2 separate regions of the Gasterosteus aculeatus genome follow, and region 1 is linked to region 2. A link is a contact called in public Hi-C data. All regions are on one chromosome and are shown on one strand. The core of a region is the stretch at or near the end of the contact, and the rest is flanking DNA. Distances in the headings are between cores, read along the strand shown. Region 1 has its middle 32 kb from the start of aqp4. Region 2 holds the start of LOC120816315 (cadherin-2).

What was found. Hi-C and Micro-C count contacts between places; a contact is called where the count stands out from the background.
Region 1: a Hi-C map of skeletal muscle shows a contact between it and region 2, with 4 times the contacts expected there. The contact joins the enhancer-like site here to the promoter of LOC120816315 in region 2. A contact is called at or near these places in 2 of 6 Hi-C or Micro-C datasets (skeletal muscle and whole body).

Annotation. Positions count from the first base shown.
Region 1 is chr3:979,060-983,932 of fGasAcu3.hap1.1, reverse strand. No RefSeq gene overlaps it. Among protein-coding and RNA genes, the nearest start is that of aqp4, 32 kb to the left of the region's middle. Within about 2 kb of position 1,527, at least 2 of the 9 cell types and tissues checked have open chromatin away from gene starts, as enhancers often do.
Region 2 is chr3:888,199-892,855 of fGasAcu3.hap1.1, reverse strand. It overlaps LOC120816315 (cadherin-2), which reads right to left and starts at 2,399. Exons shown (of 16, transcript XM_078098579.1): 1 at 1,866-2,399; 2 at 265-373. The coding sequence starts at 1,925. It overlaps LOC144405449 (a long non-coding RNA gene), which reads left to right and starts at 3,040. Exons shown (of 2, transcript XR_013467042.1): 1 at 3,040-3,164; 2 at 3,443-3,640.

The DNA.
Region 1 (4,873 bases), core at 278-2,777, 92 kb before region 2:
TGCACTGACGGGGGGGGGGACGTCCTCATTAGACGGGCTGCACAGCATCAAACAGTCGCCGCCTTTCTTCCCGCGTACACTGCACAGACATTTCTAGGCTGAATAGAATAATGGATGAATGGATTGCCTTTGTTTCTTACAGCAGAGAACGGGAGATATCGTCAATGTAACAGGCCCGTGTCGTGAGCGAATGACACTCCTTGTCCTTGAATGCTTCTGTACGTTTAGCCGTTGAACAAGTGTGCAAAAACCAATGCAGGAAACCCTGAATGTTGTTCCAAATATCCCGTAGTGGAACTTATTGCTGTGAATTAGTGAAATGGGAGAAGTGCGCTGTGTTTAACTGGGTAAAGGGCGCCACTTAAACAGCAATGTCAGCAATAACGGTCGCTAACGTTAGCCACTGTAAGCTGCCGCTTACATCACAACTGGTAAGGCAACGGTCAACATACTGAGATATGAGAGAACAGTTTGTCATCTCGCTGGCTGAAGATTAGGCTTTTTTAACGGGTGGGAGGAATAGTTAAGATTACCATCACTGGTGGTGCTTGTGGACACACTGGGAGAAAACCGAAGACAATGGAAACAGTGCTCGAAAACTTCATTATCAATGTGCACACAGGACGAGGGAAAGAAATCAAAGAAGCAGATTTCGTGCTCGACATGACAATAATGATGATGGAGATTGTAAAACTGACTTAAAGAAGAAATCCCAGCTGCTTTCGGAACCTACAGTGAACCAACAATGTCTCTGCACACCTTATCCGGCAGAATCTCCACCATAGAGACATATGGGACTGAATCCAGGTAACAGAAGATTGTGAGTTTTGCACCTTGGACAACGACGTGACCAGATTGTGTTTGGTATGAATGAACAGCCCGAAGGGGAGACGTTTCAGATGGAAGAAACTCTACACGAGGGAAGCTCGCAGTCACGTGTCGAGCTGCAGAGACTACTAGAGCACAAGCGATGAGTGCAGCTACCCAGAAGACAGCTGTGTAAGGACAACACACACACACACACACACACACACACACACACAAGCTTACCCCGGCGTAAAGGACAAGAGCGGCCGGGTGGGCGAGCGAGGAGAGACGCAACCCTGCAGCGGTCGCGAGACAGCCACTTGCAGACTCGCCCGTCCCCGACACAGTGACCCGGTGGACACTCGGCTGACACCGAGAGGGACGATGCTGCCGCGCCGTTGGAGCTACGTACGCCTCAGGGAGGGCACCAAAGCACCAAACCACTGGAAGGAAGGAAGGAAGGAAGGGCCGAGGCCGCAGCAGCGGTTTCAGGCCGGACACCAGGGGGCGCTATCGATCTCACACATCCGTCCTCTCGGCGTCTTGTGTTGTTGGTGGACTACTTCTTGAATTACCCAGAAGGACTGGATGTTTCAAAGAGGTCTGCAGTGCCTGAGGGCTCCCACTCATCTCTCAAATCAGCAAAAAACACACACACACACACACCACAGCAGCAGCGGGGCCACAAGAGAGGAGCAAACCGGCCTCCACAGTTGCACCTCGGGTAGCGCTGCTAACGCGGCAGAGGGACGAGCCCCGGTGTGACAACGTCAGCAACCACAGACGAGACGGACGCCACCCGAGGGGGGTCGGGGGGGGGGGCACCGCGCAGCACCCAGATGAGCTCAGGCTGAATCAGACCGACCGGCAGATGAGCTCGAGCCACGAGACGACGGGTCAGTGGAGCGAGCGCTAAAGGTCCTTAAAAGAGAGATGTTAGGGTTCTAAACTGTGCGAAAAGCTACATTTTAAGAAACGAGTGTGTTTTTGTTGCAGTGAGAAAGGTCATGAATCACATGTATGATGTATGGTACTGATGTCGAGTAACACAGTGCAACATTTCTGTATCATCACTAAAGAGCACATGCATTCAGGTCCATGTGTATGGAGATATTACTGACACTTTGGAATCATTTTCATTATGTGTTATGTGTTTTTTTTGTCAGATTTCACCGCTGTCACATGATCCTACTGTTTGAATGCAAAGGTTACAGCATTGTAGTATTTCTTACCAAACATAATGATACGTCGCCCACTAAGCCGTAAACAACAACCCTCTCAAACAACACATGGAAAAAGAGGAAACAGAATAAAGTTCTTGTTAAGTTCTTATTATTAAGAGTGCCTTCAGTGCTGCGACCCGTCTGAATCCTCACCTCCTCTCTTCTGCTTTACTTCATGTGTTTGCAGTGCCCCTGCATATTATTTATCATGTTGTTGTTTCTCTATGGCGCCTTGCATGTGGGCGCAGCTGGGAGCTTCCCGTACCGGCATGTCAAAGGGCGTTGACATCAATATTTGCTCCCCGGCACGAGTGTTGTTGACAAGCAAAACTGATGCATTCATACGTAATGATGAAAAAAGTTACCTTTATATAATTAGACACCATCCCTGAGAATTAAATCATTTACAGTCTCATGCTATATTAATTATTTGAATGTAAATTAAGTATACCTTTTTTGAATTATAATTTTTTCCTATCATTTTCCCTGTATAATTTATTCAACACCAATATTAATACTTAATAATTCATTAATGAATAATCTGCACCCTTTCAGGCGCTTAAAGAAATGCAGCAGATTTGCATTTTAATTCCTCGCAGCCAGCGGGGACACAGTTTCTCACTTGTTTATGATTGTGCCATAATTCTGAAGGGCCCCGTTCGACCCCGTCGGCGCGTCGTCTTTAATCAGCCGTCTGTGGCGTGAAGAAGATGTAGGCTGGTGCTTACCCAAGACAAATGGCACCTCTTCACATCCTTAACTCGCGTCCCCTTAAGTTTGACTCAAGAGGCTGCCGTTCCATGCTAAACAAAATCACCCCCCCCTCCCGACATAAAGTGTCTGACAATCTGTCTGATGTCATGTTTCACACAAACAGCAATTTCTTGACAGGCCGGCTGGCGATGACAGCCGTCTTGCATACGATTTGGAGCTGCTATCGGGATTCCAGTCGACAATAACCCTGTTGATTCTCCCGCACGGCAGGAAAGAAAAAGATTGTTCCATCGAGAGTTTGTTATTGTTCTATAGAGAACACAGCAACGGCGTGACGAGGGGGGAAAACACTAGTTTCAAATTGCACACCAGCAGGGTTTGACATAAGCGATATCAATGTGCAGACAAATCGGAAATGGGCTCATAGAATCGATGTATGTGATGATTATAAGTGTGAGATGCTCATAATGGTCCTTGGAAATAACACTTATTTGACTTTCGGCTGCAAAGACCTGGTAACACAGACACAAGTCACCAGTCACAGCTCAGGCAGACCTACGCCGTGAGACGCCTGCTCTCTGACCCCTGTGAAAGATCCCAGAATCTAACAATGTGCATCGTTTTGTCCTGTTTGCATTTATGGATTTATTTTGAACCAAAATGCACGAGCTGTGATCCAATGAAACAGTGCCGCCCGTGTCTGAAGTGATGAATAATTAGTCGTGGAATGCAGCGCGGACAAGCGGCCATTGAGTCGTCAGCGCGACTCCCTGCTCGCGCCGCCGTGGGCTTCGCAATGAAATGATGCAACGGAGAGCAACAATGTTTTCATGATCAGGAAGATATCTAATCTACTGTGTGAGGTTAGTCTCCACACAAGTGTGCCTAATTTTGCAATCAGCTCAAGTGTCGCTGCTGATAAAACACAAAAAAGATTATCCATGAATACCTTTCATTCTTTCTGATTTCTTTTTTTTTAACCATCAAACGCAGCCAGGGATTTCAACAAAGTGCAGCTATTTAAATCAATACATCCCTCATTACAGAATGATGAATATTTCATCAGCAAGCCTATTACTTCAAATGAATAATTTAACTGTATTATATCAGTCGGGGTTGGGGGGGTTCGGTTGGTGCCGTGGTCCCTCAGCTTTTAAACCCAACCACTCATTACGAAGCTCTGCGTAACCCAACTAAAGAAGGTCCAGGATCAGGAGCACAGATGATTCTCTCTCTAAATGGCAGAGTACGCAGTTCAACCCACTGACAGTAAAGGTATCCTCGGCTCCAATTAGCCATGATAGAAATATATATATATATATATTTATATGGTGTATTGAGAGCATTTCTCCTTAATATAATGAGCTCCATGCATGGCTTAATCTTATACGGATGTATGGCTTTTGTGCTCATTATTCCAAAGTCTCTCATGACCTAAAGCTGTAATCTTATCAAATATTCAAAGGAGTAAAAGGAGGAAATGTCTGAGGGAGGGGAGCAATTTTCGTTGCATTTTGGTTTGTATTCTCCCATTTTATGTTGAATAATTGTGCTTTTATCTTCTGGTGGACGGATTCAACTTGCTTCATGGAATAAAACACTCAAGGACTTTGGTAAGCGATCAGCAAGATTACTTTGACAAATAAACATCTAATTGGACAGAATGTTTGTACATGACAAATATGTCACGTATTTATGTCTCGTTGCAATACCGAGTAAGACAGTGGGGTTATGAGACAATCAGCTTCTCATCCTCTTCCTAGCAACAGTCCACATTGTCTTCTTTGAAACCTTAAGACATCAATTCCCTGACTTCCTGACCTTAAGTAGTGTACGTGTTTCGCCACAGCTGTGGCAGATGTTTTATTGTCTCCTCTTTACTTACTTCTCTTCTTTGCGTTCTTAGTGCTGAGTGTGTGTCTGTGTGTGTCTGCAGGTATTGGGTTTGTGATGTATACGTATGTTTTCTTTCTTGCCTTTGCTGTTCAGCCACTGTGCTGTATTTTCTTGACTCATTTTCCGCTCCGTTCTTTGTCTTTTCCTTTGAAATGTAAAGCACATTGAGTTTCTCAGTAATGAAAGTGTGCCGTGTGAATAAAGCCGCCTCTCCTTCTTGCCCCTTCTTCTGC
Region 2 (4,657 bases), core at 1,150-3,649:
AGCATGTAAGCAAAACGGACAGGAGCGACATGGCTAAGCTGAACCACATTTGAGCTGGTTTACAAGGCAAACTACAACACGGCTACACCGAGGCTAATTGTTTAAATATGTCAGGCTAGTTCTGATCCTCCCAGAAATGTAACACATGTCGGAAGGCACGCACACACACACACACTCGCTCGCACACCCACGCACACACACACACACACTTGAGAAAACACAGGCGCAAGAAGAATCCAGCACTGGGAATGTCTCACCACTCACCGTTAAAAAGGGGACGTCCTTTCTCCGTGATTTCTGGCACCACAACCTCGTATACATCTTCAGAGAAGCCCGGCCTGCATGGTGGGGTGCCTCTGCCCTCCGCTGCAATCTGTGATGGAGGGGTGGGGGGGGGGGGGAGGGGGTCAACAATGAGTCATAAATCAACCTTGAAAAAAAAAAATGAAAAAAAACGCACTGTGTTGAACCTCCTGGTTGCGTTCCCAAGTCCCCACAGTTGTACAAAAGCATCTGTTGTTTTTGCAGCAGGGGCCGCAATTAGGATAATGAGGCCAAAAGGGTTAAGCATTAGCCAGAAGAAAAAAAAAAGCATGGCTAGGCACGAACAAGCTCCATTTGTACCCCTGCAGGGGCCCCGGGTCCAGGGACGGGCCACAACCAAGTCCGTCTGATCAACACACTCTCACTCGGGACAAAACACTCCTCGTTGGAGGGAACAAAGCAATAAAAAGTAAAAGGCTAACGACCCACTGTTGTGTGCAAATAAACATTCAAGTGTCAATGTCTGAATAAACAACACAGAACAACTGCTGATGTCGAGCGGGACTATCTCTGATTATATATATTACATAATGAAATATATTATCTCTTTTTGCCTCGTCTCGATAAGGAAAACTCGGCTTTAGGGTGTGCGACAAAAGATTTTTTCTGGGAGGGGGAGATAACGGCGATGTGGCAAAGCAGGGAAATGAATAAATCTAAATGACTGGGGCTGGCGTACATCCCTAAAGCAGGACAAACAAAGTACGAAACCACAAGCCAGAGCACAACTGATGCGCAGGCATGTTGACCCTCAGCGTGGATCCAGAGGCCCTGTTGGTTTGCAGAGAGACTAAAAACTAGTCCAGCTGCAAAAATAAAACTAAATAAAGAGCGTTGCGGGTGCCATGTTTTTGTCACGGGAGTTTAAGTAAGGGGGGAAAACAGTTTTCAGAAAGGGGGGAAGAGGAGCTGGATTAGCACGTCTAACAGCAGCCGGACCACGATGCGCGGGTTTAGGATCCGCGTTAAAGTGTCCGCGGCGCTTTAAGCGTTGATCGCACCGAGCCGCTGCCGCGCGGCGGCCGCTGGAGGCCGGAGCGTCTCACGGAGACGCGACGCGCGCTAAACGTGCTCAGAAGAAGAAAAGCACACAGCGGCCGCCGCTTCATCGCAGCGAGTCGGCTTCCGGTCGGACGGTAACCTGGATTTACATCGGGATACTTTTCACCGTTGCTCGTGACGGATTTTTTCTTTTTAACCAGAGCGGCAATCGCGGGACAGCGACGTGCGTACACGTTAAACTAAACACAACCGAATTAAAACTCCTCAAACGAGTGAAACCACTCGGTGGAGACGAACACCGGGCGCCTCGTGCGCATAGTGCACTTTTCTTTTTAAGGAGAGAGAACCGTTAACCGGGCGAGCGCAGCACGTGCAGCGGGCGAGCGCGCACGGCTCCGCGCCGCCGCCGAGTCCGCGCCGCCGCCGCCGCCGAGTGGAAGCTAGCGGCTCCACGCGGGGGGCCGGAGCTCAACACACGTCGTCGTCGTCGCCACCGAAGGACGAAGGGCAGCGGAAAGTGTCCGGAGAAGGACGCTTACCTGCAGTCCGGCCAAGACCAGCAGCAGCGACAGACCGCCGCTCTCCCGGAGCGAGAACATCGCTGCGCCCGCGACCGCTCGCGTTACCCTCCTTTCGGAATCCGTGCGTGCCGCCGAAACAAAAATATGTTTGTATTTAGAAAACACGGCGGCGGCTGCGGGGAGGGAGGGAGGAAAAAAAAATCAAAACAATATCCGCGAGGACAGGAAAGCAACAAAAAATAAACCACAGGTTCCTTCTACGACAAAAGGCAGCAGCGAGCGCGAGGCAGCCTCCTCCTCCTTATGAGTCCAGCCAGCAGTGAGCGGCGCGCGGCGCCTGGTACTGAGGCTGCTGCCCCCCCCCCCCCCCCCCCTCCCACCCGGGCCCGCGCGCACACAGCGCCCGCTCACTGTCGCTCCCTGCCGGCCACACCGACTACTTCACCCCCCCTCAAACCACCATCCCCAATGACAGAGAATTATAGCATTCACGCGCAGTGTGTGGCGGTTTCTGGTGGTCCTACCAGACGTTATGGCATTTCATCTCTCATCTGGAAAGTAGTGTTAATCAACTTTAAATAACTAATTAGTCTATATATATTATATACACAGACACACACGGATAGAATAGATTAATATATACAGGTTAATTAACAACAAAACAATTACATATATATATATATATGAGAGAGAGAGAGAGAGAGAGAGAAAATAATATTATATAGGATTAATAAAAAGCATTGCTTGTATGGTTATGTAGACAATGCCAAACTGCAGATACTGCTTTGGTAGTTAATTTAACTGTAACATGACTGTCATCGATGTGGCCGAGCTGTCCCTCCAGACAAATTTAATTACCTCTCAAAAGAGAATATCTCATCCATTTCGGATCACAACAACCCGCAGTAGTTTTACGCCTGTTGAGGTCACCTTTTATTGGCCTATTGTCTTGTTTCGTTTACCCCTGCTCATTGTATTTAAATGACCCTGGCGTGAAAATGCAAGGAAAGACCATCAAACACAAGAGATTACTGTGTGAACGTCTCACCACTCAACAGCATACTGTCATACGTGCTGCTTGAGGTGTCCCGTGTTTTTAGTGCCTGATTTTCGCCTGTAGTCAAATATTAGCGTGTGATTTGTGATACGCCATGTTGTGAACTATGTCCATATGTTGTTTTTTCACTTTCAGGTTATTAGCTCCAGACTCCTCTGCTCTCAAAGCGCTTTCTGAATGTCACGAGCACTGAGGAGTAATTGAGGAGCCAATCAGTTGTCTCCCTGTCTGCATAAAGAGGAGCCTCTATTGATCAGGAGGTGGGAGATTTTGATCACATTGCCCTTAGATAATTGCTGTTTACTGCACGTTTGATCCTAAGGATTATTTATCGTCAATGTTTAGGTGTATGTGTCTTCCTCACACACACACACACACACACACGGTGTTCCTTAACCAGCTCACACAGTTTCATTAACTATTTGAATTTTGCATTCTATTCATTCATCGTGACTCAGTCTCAGAGTAAAGCTTTTTTCATGTCTCGCTAAAATATGCAATAAATAATTCCCTAACATTATCATCTCATGTGATACAGGCTGATGAAGGTTAAATTACCTTGGTTGTGCTGCAGACATCTAATTAACTACAGCGAGACGACCCCGTGGAGGAGATTGCATCTGTGAAACCCGAGATATTTCAGTTGAGCGAGAAAGAAAAAAAAAAAGAAATACTTTTTCCATCTCCATATACAATAAACTGACAGGGGGTGACTTTTCGTTCACCTCCTCCCCGGCAAGCCTGTTGTTTTCCAAGTTATTGGCGTTTTGTGGCACATGTGAGTACGTGATGGGAGCGACGCCGCTCCCCTCCTCCTACAAATCAAACCATCCGCTCCTGAGAGGCTCTGGTAATCCTAAACAAACTGTGAGCAGCATCACATCCCACTTATAGTCAGAGCACACACACACACGCACACGCACACACACACACACACACAGTGTAAATGTGCTTGTGTCTTGTAATAAGACCCGCGTGGCACTTGATACTTGTCATTGATCAGCAATTCGGATTATCCTTGTTTTGAAATATTCAAACTCTCCGTGGAGCTAAAGGACGTAACCAAAAGAAGAAAGTTAAGATAGTGGAGATATAAACAAAATGAAGACAGAGTTGGAGAAAAACTGCTCGTAGTCCCCTCACAGCTATTAAGAAACGTAATAGCTGAAAGTCGTGTCTTTCACCCGGCGGCTGTCCAATGGGATGTTCACTCTGGGGGCATCGGGCAAGAGATCAAACTGAATGACCCGTTGATAATTGATATCGTGTTTTGTGCAACTTTATGTAATCTAATCTAATTGAAAGTGGGATCAAAATGCTCCATCTCTTTGATTAATGCAGAGGCGGTTATCTTTCATCAGCGCTTGTCTACGAAGGGGCGGGGCTTAGTGGGAATCCAATTTGGACTCTGTGCTTTCAATCAAACGCTATCATGTTGCACGACTCGTGAGACCAATCACAGCCGCCCGCCGCCCCAGAACTCTGTGTGCAGCATGTACCTGAATTTGGCACGCTCTGAAATGTGCAGTCCAAGGAGAAAAGTGCCTTGCAAGGTCGCTGCGCGGCCTGTGCTTAATGTATTCTCCTGGCTGCGAGTGTGTGTGTGTGTGTGTGTGGACAGATAACGTTGCTTGGCGGGGGGCATATGCGAGACAGCGGCGTGATGCATGTTGGTCGCACTGCTGACACCGCTGTTGACTCTCATAAGTGTCCGTGTCGGAGGGCGGGCGGCCCGGAGGGGCCCACCGTTCAA